Linked DNA regions of Mus musculus: region 2 is linked to region 1. The links are chromatin contacts, called in public HiChIP or PLAC-seq maps. All regions are on one chromosome and are shown on one strand. Each heading gives the region's core, a stretch centred on a gene start, on an enhancer-like site or on the middle of the called end of the contact. The rest is flanking DNA. Distances are from core to core; before and after follow the strand shown.

Evidence for each region. HiChIP or PLAC-seq counts read pairs in DNA pulled down with a chosen protein or histone mark.
Region 2: an H3K27ac HiChIP or PLAC-seq map of the NIH/3T3 cell line shows a contact between it and region 1, with 3 times the contacts expected there. The contact joins two enhancer-like sites. A contact is called at or near these places in 1 of 484 Hi-C or Micro-C datasets (muscle stem cells), 2 of 115 datasets of contacts at active chromatin or transcription factors (the NIH/3T3 cell line and embryonic stem cells) and 1 of 9 other capture datasets (embryonic stem cells).

The regions. Positions count from the first base shown.
Region 1 is chr7:96,151,423-96,155,695 of GRCm38.p6, reverse strand. No RefSeq gene overlaps it. Among named protein-coding and RNA genes, the nearest start is that of Tenm4, 18 kb to the left of the region's middle. Within about 2 kb of position 2,440, at least 151 of the 459 cell types and tissues checked have an H3K27ac peak or open chromatin away from gene starts, as enhancers often do. A contact at or near this core is called in the NIH/3T3 cell line and muscle stem cells, where this site is marked.
Region 2 is chr7:96,573,060-96,577,332 of GRCm38.p6, reverse strand. All of the region lies in intron 6 of Tenm4 (teneurin transmembrane protein 4), which reads right to left. Among named protein-coding and RNA genes, the nearest start is that of Gm15413, 230 kb to the left of the region's middle. Within about 2 kb of position 1,777, at least 103 of the 459 cell types and tissues checked have an H3K27ac peak or open chromatin away from gene starts, as enhancers often do. A contact at or near this core is called in the NIH/3T3 cell line and muscle stem cells, where this site is marked.

The DNA of each region.
Region 1 (4,273 bases), core at 1,191-3,690:
CAGGCTGTCTGGATTGGTAGTAAACTCCTTTACTGTTGAGTCAGTGAGGGGTAGTTTTAAATGTTTGGCTGGCAAAAACCTTGAAGAACCTAAAGGTGCCACAGAATCTTGGTATTTAATTCCACACAATTCCTGCCTTAAAGCAGTGCAAGTAGGTTTATGGAAACAGAAGGACTTATTTAAGGTCCCTTAGCAAGTGGTCTTGAAGGAATTTCTGGTTGAAAGTGCATGATGGGGCCACATGAAATTTGAGTTCCATGGTTCAGTACAGAACTAGACAGATGTCCCTTCTGCTCCCTCACTGCTCTCTCAAGATATGATATAAGGTATAAGGTATAAGGTATATCTCAAGATATAAGGTATATGTCCTTAGTGACATCTGTCCTTGGAAAATAAGGGTCTTATAACATGCAATCTTACTTTGGGTAAGACTGGGGTCTGGGTTTTGGAACTTGATTAAAGATTTTATGCAAATAAGTTTCCTGATTGGCTCTGAGTTCTCTGATGAAAATATCTCTTGAACTGACTAGTCATTCACAGACAAGTATGATTCTGACCCTTTCAAAGGAGATGGTTCTTTGAGAATTCAGCTCTGCAAAGACATAGAAGTAAGACACCGGGAAAGTAAGGCTTGTCTCTTTCATCAATGCACCATGTAATCCTCTTTATCTTCAAGACCCCACTCAAACGCTATGCATCCTAGGATGCCTTTCTTGATCTCCATTCTTAGAGAGTTCACCCCTTCTCTTTCAGAATAGCACTCTATGCTCTGTCACTGTCTTCCGTTTGTCTAGTTATTTGTGGGTTTATTTTTTTCTTCTTGTTTGAGAACCCCCAAAGCCTATGGTTTTATTTCCTTACCTATGCATTATGGAGATCAGAGAAGGGAAGGGTGTCTCCTAATATAACCTTGGAATCAGGTCTGGAGGGATAGACCCAGTGGGCATCTCTCCAGAATGCTTGTTTTGCAAGCGTGAGGGCCTGGAATTCAGATATCAGCGCCTAAAAAGCAAGGCATGGTCACGCATGTGTCCTCATGGGAGCAGAGAGAAGAGGATTACTGGGGCTTCCCTGGCTAACAGCCTCCTTCAACTCCAGTGAGAGATCCTACCTCAAAGATATAAAGCAAAGAGTGGTAGAACAGGATACCCAATGTCGTTTTCACTGGCTTTGGAACATGCACACAGATGCACACAATTTTAACACACACACACACACACACACACACACACACACACACACACACCTATCTCTGGAAAGTCTGCAAGTGAGACAAAAGTCTTCTTCTATGTCCTGTTTTTGCTCAGGCTTCCTTAGAAAAGTTTATATCTCTGCAAAGGAGCCCCAGGCCCCCTCAACACTGTCTGTTTACAAACAATGGCCTCTGCATGGCGCACCATCTGACAATCTTCTCTGGTCAGAAAACAGAAGGCAGGTTCCCAGCTGCCACTCTTTGTCACATGGGGAGGTTGAGCAAGTGACTGCTTCCCTCCCCAGTCTCCGTTATAAAACAGACACACCCTGGACTCTGAAAAGTCCAGCTACAAAACAAGTCTTTGCACAGAGTAATCTCAACAAATAATAGCATTTTTTTTTTTTTTTTTTTTTTTTGGTCAGTGAAGAAAAGAACAAAGTATGTTCAGCACAGTGTCCCACATACGGTGTGGCTGCAAGGGCCACAAGAGGAAGTCCTTTTTATCATTTCAAGTTGCCTGTAGCAATATGGAATCAGGATTCTTTGAGCAACTGGGGTGAAATTCTCCCTTTGCTTACTGTTAGTTGATGAAACGGGGATCCATTACTTCATCCTTCAAAGACCAGACTCCTCATTCCTAGGTGGACAATGGTACCTGATAGAAGTGTAGTGGTTTAAGGAGAATGCCATTCTCAAAGCTGTTCATCTTCCTGGCATGTTCTATTGGAAACTACCTCTACCTCACCCCCAGCTCTATCAAGATCTGGGTGTTGGTTCTTCTTTTCCTTGAATTTGGCTGTGTTTGTAGGATGCCAATGGTTAGATGAGGGAGTCTATGCCACAGAAAGAGCCTCTAGTGCCTTACTCCAGCCAATAGTTCATATGTGCTGCACAGATATGTGAGTGAAGAAGTTCCTAGCTGTTTTCATACTTTGGTTTTTTTTAGGTATGAAGACCTAAACTTTGAGAAGCAGAGACCAGCCATTTCGCTGCTCTTTCCAATTTCCTGACTTGCAAATTGTTTTAAGCTAGAAAAATCACAACAATATATTATGTAGCAGGATTTTAATAAAACCACAAATACAATAAATAGCAAACAGAAGAAACAGCAGGATCTGTGATTAGAGAAGTTCCTATAATACTCACTACCACAGGCCCGGAAGGCCAAGCAGTTGCCAGAGACTCCACCCCTGAGGGTTATGCCCCGCCTACCACTCTCTCAGCCAATGGGGATTCTCTCAGCCTTCCGTCTCCTCTGGTAGCTGTTAGAGGGGCAGAGGGTGTGGAAGCGTGCTTAAAAGGCTCCTGACTCACAGCTGCGTTTGTGGGTCAGCTTTCTGCCCGCTGGGGACAGGGGAGTGGGTGGTGGAGGTGGGGGTAGGGGCTGGAGATGCCTTGATAGGAGTGGCTGCACCGCCGGTGTGAGGGCAGCTCCTTAATCTCTTTTCTCTGCTGCCTTTACATACTGGCCCGACAGAGGTCAGCATGCTGGACACATTCTTTGTTGCGGTTAAGCCAAGCCCTTAAGGCTTAGAATTGCTTTAAGCCTGATTAACTCCCAAGGAGACAGAAACATTTACATTTAGGGACAAGAGAATAAGATATTTAATCGCCTCTTTAAAACACATGCTTTCCTTGTTACTCAAAGCCAGGCAACTTCCCACCCCCCTTTCTTTTTCTCCAAGGCTGTGCCGATTTCTTTTGTTCTCAAACTAATCTCTCCCCCTCTTTTTTCCTTTTCACTCCTCTTTAATGGTCATCCTTCCTGCCCTTTCTTTACATTTTCTTTTAAAGATTTATTTATGTGTATGAGTTCCTATGTGCCTGGTGCCCACAAAGGTCAGAAGAGGGAGTCAGATCTCCTGAAAGAGGAGTTAAGGATACGTGTGAACCACCATGAGGATGCCAGGAAATGAACCCAGGTTCTCTGCGAGAGCAACAAGCAATCTTAACCTCTGAGCCATCCCTCTAGCTCCCCCTTCTTGCCCTTTCTTAACCAGATTTCTTATTCTCCTCGATCCCTCTTTTGTGTCTCTGTTGTTCCTCTCTGGATGTCTTGCAGCTTTGGGGTCTTCCACTTTCCTGTTCCTTTGCTCCTGAACGTTGAATTGCACACTTGTCTTTGAAGGAGTTATCAGTGTGGTTCCCCAAATATTTACTAACAGAGGAGCTTGAATTCTGGAACCCCTGCTACCGACTTGGCTTATTTCTGACCAGTGGTGGTAGAGGTATCCAGCGATGCGTTTCAAATCCAATGAGCCAAATCACACAGTGGGAGGCTTAGGAGAAGTCACTCTGAGTTTGAGCTTCCTTCACCGATGGTTCCCACTCTGTCTTTTGGTGATAACCTCAGAGCAATGAGCAAGGCTGCCCAAGCCTTTCTCTGAAGGCTTGGCAAAGAGCCTCGAGCTTGGGGTAAAGATCTCACCTCCCACCAGCTGTTAACCAGTCACTTTATCCCTGAGCCCTCTGAGTCCTTTCTTCACCCATAAAATGGCTAGCAGCCATCATCTTGTCTTTCTCATGGGGCTATTATGATGCACATACAAGCTAATGAATGGGAAAGCATTTTTGCAAACTATAACGTGCTGTACAAATTTAAACCCTTTTTATTATTGTTGTTATCATGATCATAATTTTTATGTTGTGCTAATGCTCATCTTACAACTCATCAGTATTAAGAAGCAGCTCTGAGTGGAATGCAATCTTGCTTCCCCCTCATGAGTGAATTTAGGGTGTCCATGGGGATAGATTGCTATTTCAAGGGGCTTCATCAAGTCCCCTGCTTCCTCCCCGCTCTGCTCAGGATAGCTTGCAGATGAGCTGGGAAAGCTGAGTTCATCCTCCAGGCCTGGTTGCACAGCTTTCCAAGGTGTATCACCACCTTTACCCACTCTTGCCTCTATGGCCTCAGTGGTACAGACTAGACTTTCAAGGGTTACCCTCGCTCACCTAGAACACAGATGACCTGTTCTCAGCAGGTCTCTGTCCTGCTCCAGCTTCTGCTATCCTTAGCCTCAGTCTCTTGGGCTCCCCCCTGTGGCGGGTCATGGCCAAGCCTTCCTTATGGCCCTAGAG
Region 2 (4,273 bases), core at 528-3,027, 420 kb before region 1:
CACCAAACCCCATGGAGAGCCTGGGCATGCTTTCTCTCCTCTGATTTTTTTCTCTCCTCTCATTTTCCTTACAGCCCCAGAAGGGCTTGGGAGCCCTGATGGCAGGGAGTGAAAGCCACCAGAAGAAGCCCTGTGCTTTTCTGTATCTATATCAGGCTCAGATGTGTCTGCTCAGGAAGCTGCTGGAAGCAGAAAGGGCCCAGTTTGATTTCTAGGCTTGGAAATGCAGAGAGAGAAACCTTCATTTGACTTGTAAACTAAACCTACAGGATACAGAGATGGCCAGAGAGAAGGGTGCATCAGGTCCAGGACAGGGTCCCCAGTACAGCTTTGCAGAAAAGAGTCATATCAACCGGCAAGTAGGTAAGACCCTCTCAGACTAAGGACATTGGCATTCATGTCTGAAGTTAAGGCTTTCTGGCAGCTGCCAAACTTTCCAGCTGGGGCAAACAGAACCTCTACTTGTCTCTAATCATGCCATCAGTTTTTCCTATTCTTATTAGTCTTCTCTGATGACTAATTATGGATCTAGAGTAAGGAGACAGAATAACAGACATCTAGATAGGACTGTTCATGACAAAGAGGTCATCCTGTAGCCAGGCCTGGTGGTACAGGCCTGTAACCCAGCTACATGCAAGGCTGAGGCAAGAGGGTTATTAGTCAAGAGCTGCCTGGGTTATAGAATGAATTAAAGGCCATCATGAGCAAACTAGGGGTCGAAAAATAAAAAGCAAAGGAGGGTTAGAGATATAGCTCAGTGGTGGCCCATATGCACTATACAGACAAGGCCCCGGCCCAGGCTTCAGTCTTGCTGAAAATAAACATAAATAAAGAAAAAAGAACCCATGGTAAGTGCATGTGTGCCCATGGCTCCCCTGCAGTGGCTAGTAGCTTGACCCAAGAGTGTCTCTTAGAGCCTGTGGAGTCAAGTTGCATCTCATGGTTCTGCCCGTGCAGTAAGCTTTCCAGGCAAAGATGGGCTCAACCCACCATCTTGAAAGATTAAACCGGCCCATTGAGAAGTAGGATGATAAGAAAGGCAGTGTCCTAGGCCTTTTGATTCCCAGTCAGTAGACTCAGCACCAGCAGCAGTCTCTAGGATGACCAGAGGCATTGGCCACTGCTCTTGATTTCCATGACTTATCTCCTTCTCGATCCACAAGGCTTCTAGAAACCCCACTTCCTATGATAGCTTGTTCATGTCTCTGTTCCTTGTGTCATTCAATGGTATTTTTGTCTGTGAAGGAACCACCACTCATTAAAGGTGAGTGGCATTTCAAAGGTCCTATTGTGTGCCACGCAGGGTTTAACATGCTCTTCTGTAAGATACCAGATTGGATAGCTGTCAGTTAGGAGTAATCGCCATCCCACTTCACAGATGAGGAGCTGCACACCCCCCCCCCCCCAGATCAGCTCTCTCTCAGGCTCCCAGTTGTCCCCAGGCTAATGAGGAAGGGGTTCTTCCTACTTAGTTACTACATGAGAGAAAAGATCCCTGTAGGCCAGGAGATAGGTTTGGAGGCTTCCTAGGAAAGTTCAAAGTTGGGGAGCAATGGTGTCTCTCTGGGTCTCAGCTTCTTTTTCTGCAAAATGATATCATTAGTACGGCCAGTCAGAGTAACCCGAAACCTACGAGTTGGACAGGAACACGGAACCTAAACCTCACGTTCACAAAGGTCCTCCATCTTCCCCAGTGGCTGCTCTCCTCCTCCCTCAGCCCTTGCCTTCCTTTAGCCTCCAGCCTCCTGCCTTTTTCCTGTGCCCGCCCAGCAACCTTAGTCATGCTGGATCCGGGCCCAGTCTACTTGGCTGCAGTCTGCTGCTCACTGCACTCATTATTCCAGGCACCCTGTGATTTACTTTTCTAGTGAGTTAATTGCAAAATCCATATGGAGTGGAGAGAAAACATCCACCCAGGCTTGCCATGAAAAGCAGGGCACAGAGGAAGCTTTCCATCTTGGCCGGCGCAGCCTGCAGAGGCAGGGGGAGGAAGCCGTTGCCACATGGTTTGTGCACAGAGCTGAGCTGCCAAACTCAACACGAGGCATGAGGTGTTTGGACCCAGTGATTCCCTTTTGATTTTCCCCTCTCATCCCTTTAGACAGACATCTCTCTCAGCTTGTGAGACACGCTATGGGCATAAGGTCTAGGTGATCAAAGACGACTCTGGGAGCTTTGCTAAAGATGCCATTCCCGAGCTTCTCCCTCCAGAGTCTCATCTAATAAATCTTGGCTGGGGCCATGCTTCACCCCCTGTACGCTGTTAGTCTGGGCAATCTGTAGACCAAATGTTGGGAAATAAACCTTTGAGGTGAAGGCCGGTGGTTGAGGCATTAGCAGAACTTAAGAGAAGTTCTTGGTTTTCATCTATCCATTACGTGCCCTTGGACAAGTTATGACTTGGAACCTTAGAGTGCTTGAAATCTCTAAAGCAGGAAGCAGAATGCCTGCCCTACATGTGCCTCGAGAGCATAACACCACGATGCTGTAAGCCTTTGACACAACCCCTGCCTCATGTGGAAGCTGCCCACCCCCCACCAAAAAAAAAAAAAATCCCAAAGACAATTCACTTTTCTTTCCCGAGAAGGTGTTCTGTAAAACTAGCCTGCAGCAACGTAGCTACTGAATGCTAATCTATTTCTGAATGTGTTTACTGTTTACAATATCCAGGGGCCTTGAGGGGGAGAATCAGCTCTTGTTTTGAAAGCACTTTGTAGATGAAAAGGTGTTCAACCCTCAGGAGACTTGGTTGGTGGAAGTTTAGACAAATGTTTATTTTAATTTGCTGTGTTATAACTTATTAAAAAGCCTCTCCAGTGTGGAAGGACTATTTTGGGTCTCACAAGGGATCCAGTAGTTTTGAATAGCTTGTCATTAACTCATTCATTTGTTCAAGCAACTCTACCTGAGCACCTGGGCACCAGGACTGGTGAACAAATGCCACCCCCGGGACTCTGCCTCTGAACAATGACAGTGTAGGATCCCAACACCCACGGGAGGGTGGGATGGGGTGGGGGCTGGGGGATGGGTGGGGTGGCAGAAGCCCAGGGAGCTGTGACTTCTCCCAGCTGGGGAGACTGGGCCTTAGGAAAGTGTCAAGCAGGAAGTGACTCCATTTCAAAGGCACCCAGATTGTCACACAATTTAAAAAAGCAATTCTGGTATTGGGATCGATGTGTAATTTGAGATCCCCGGAGGCAAGCACTATTCTCCCCAGAGGTCACCCCCACACCTTTAATTTCTGAGCCACTAGGGAAAGTGGGAAAACTCTCCTAAGCCTCTGGCCCTAATATTCAAGTGCTTCCCAAACACTTTGGCTTTAGAGGTTCCTTGGGTCCTTCAGACACAACAATGTCTAGCTCTCAGCTTATTATCTCTCTCTACAGTCATGCCCTAGCATCCCTCACTGCATCACCACAGTTGCCTTGCCAACTGGCCTGACGGTTTATGTCCCTGAAAAATTCATACGTTGAAACCTAATTTCAGGCATTCTCTTAGTTTGAAGAGCTAAGGCACCAAGGAATTGATTAGGTCATAGGAACTCTGCCCTTATTTCTAGAATGAATGCATCTATAAAATAGGCTTGAAGAAACTGTTCCCCTTCCCACCATGTGAGGACATAGAAAAGGAACCAAGAAAGTAGGCCCCTCACCAGACGAGGAATCTACTGATCCTCTGATATTACACTTCCTAGACTTCAGAACTTCCAGCAATAACTTTCTGTTGTTTATAGTTTACAGCCTAAGTCATTTTGTTATAATAGGCCAGATGGGGCAAGGTAGCAGTGGTTCTCAACCTGTGGGTCAGAAACTCTTTCACAGGGGTCACCTAAGACCACCACTGGAAAACATAGATATTCAGGTTATGATTCATAACAATAGCCAAATTACAGTTATGAAATAGCATTGAAAATAAATTTATGGTTGGAGATCACCATGACACGAACTGCATTAAAGGGCTTCAGCGTTAGGAAGGTTGAGAATCACTGGTCTAGTGCTTGCACACAGCCAAAAACTATATCACAACCTGCATCCATATTCTCTCCTTCCCCCATCTATGTAGTTACACATTTCTCTGCTCCCTTGTAGTTAGGCAGAGCCATATGACTAAGCAGAGCCATGGGCTGTGAAAAGCAGCCAGAAAGCCATTTGCTGCAGAAAATGCAATCTCTATTACTCTGGATCCTTGAGAGACGATGCGGAGCAAAGTCTGACTAACAGAAGAAGCAAAGCCAGTTAAATCACGGAAACACCAGGATTGGCCTCTAATTGTT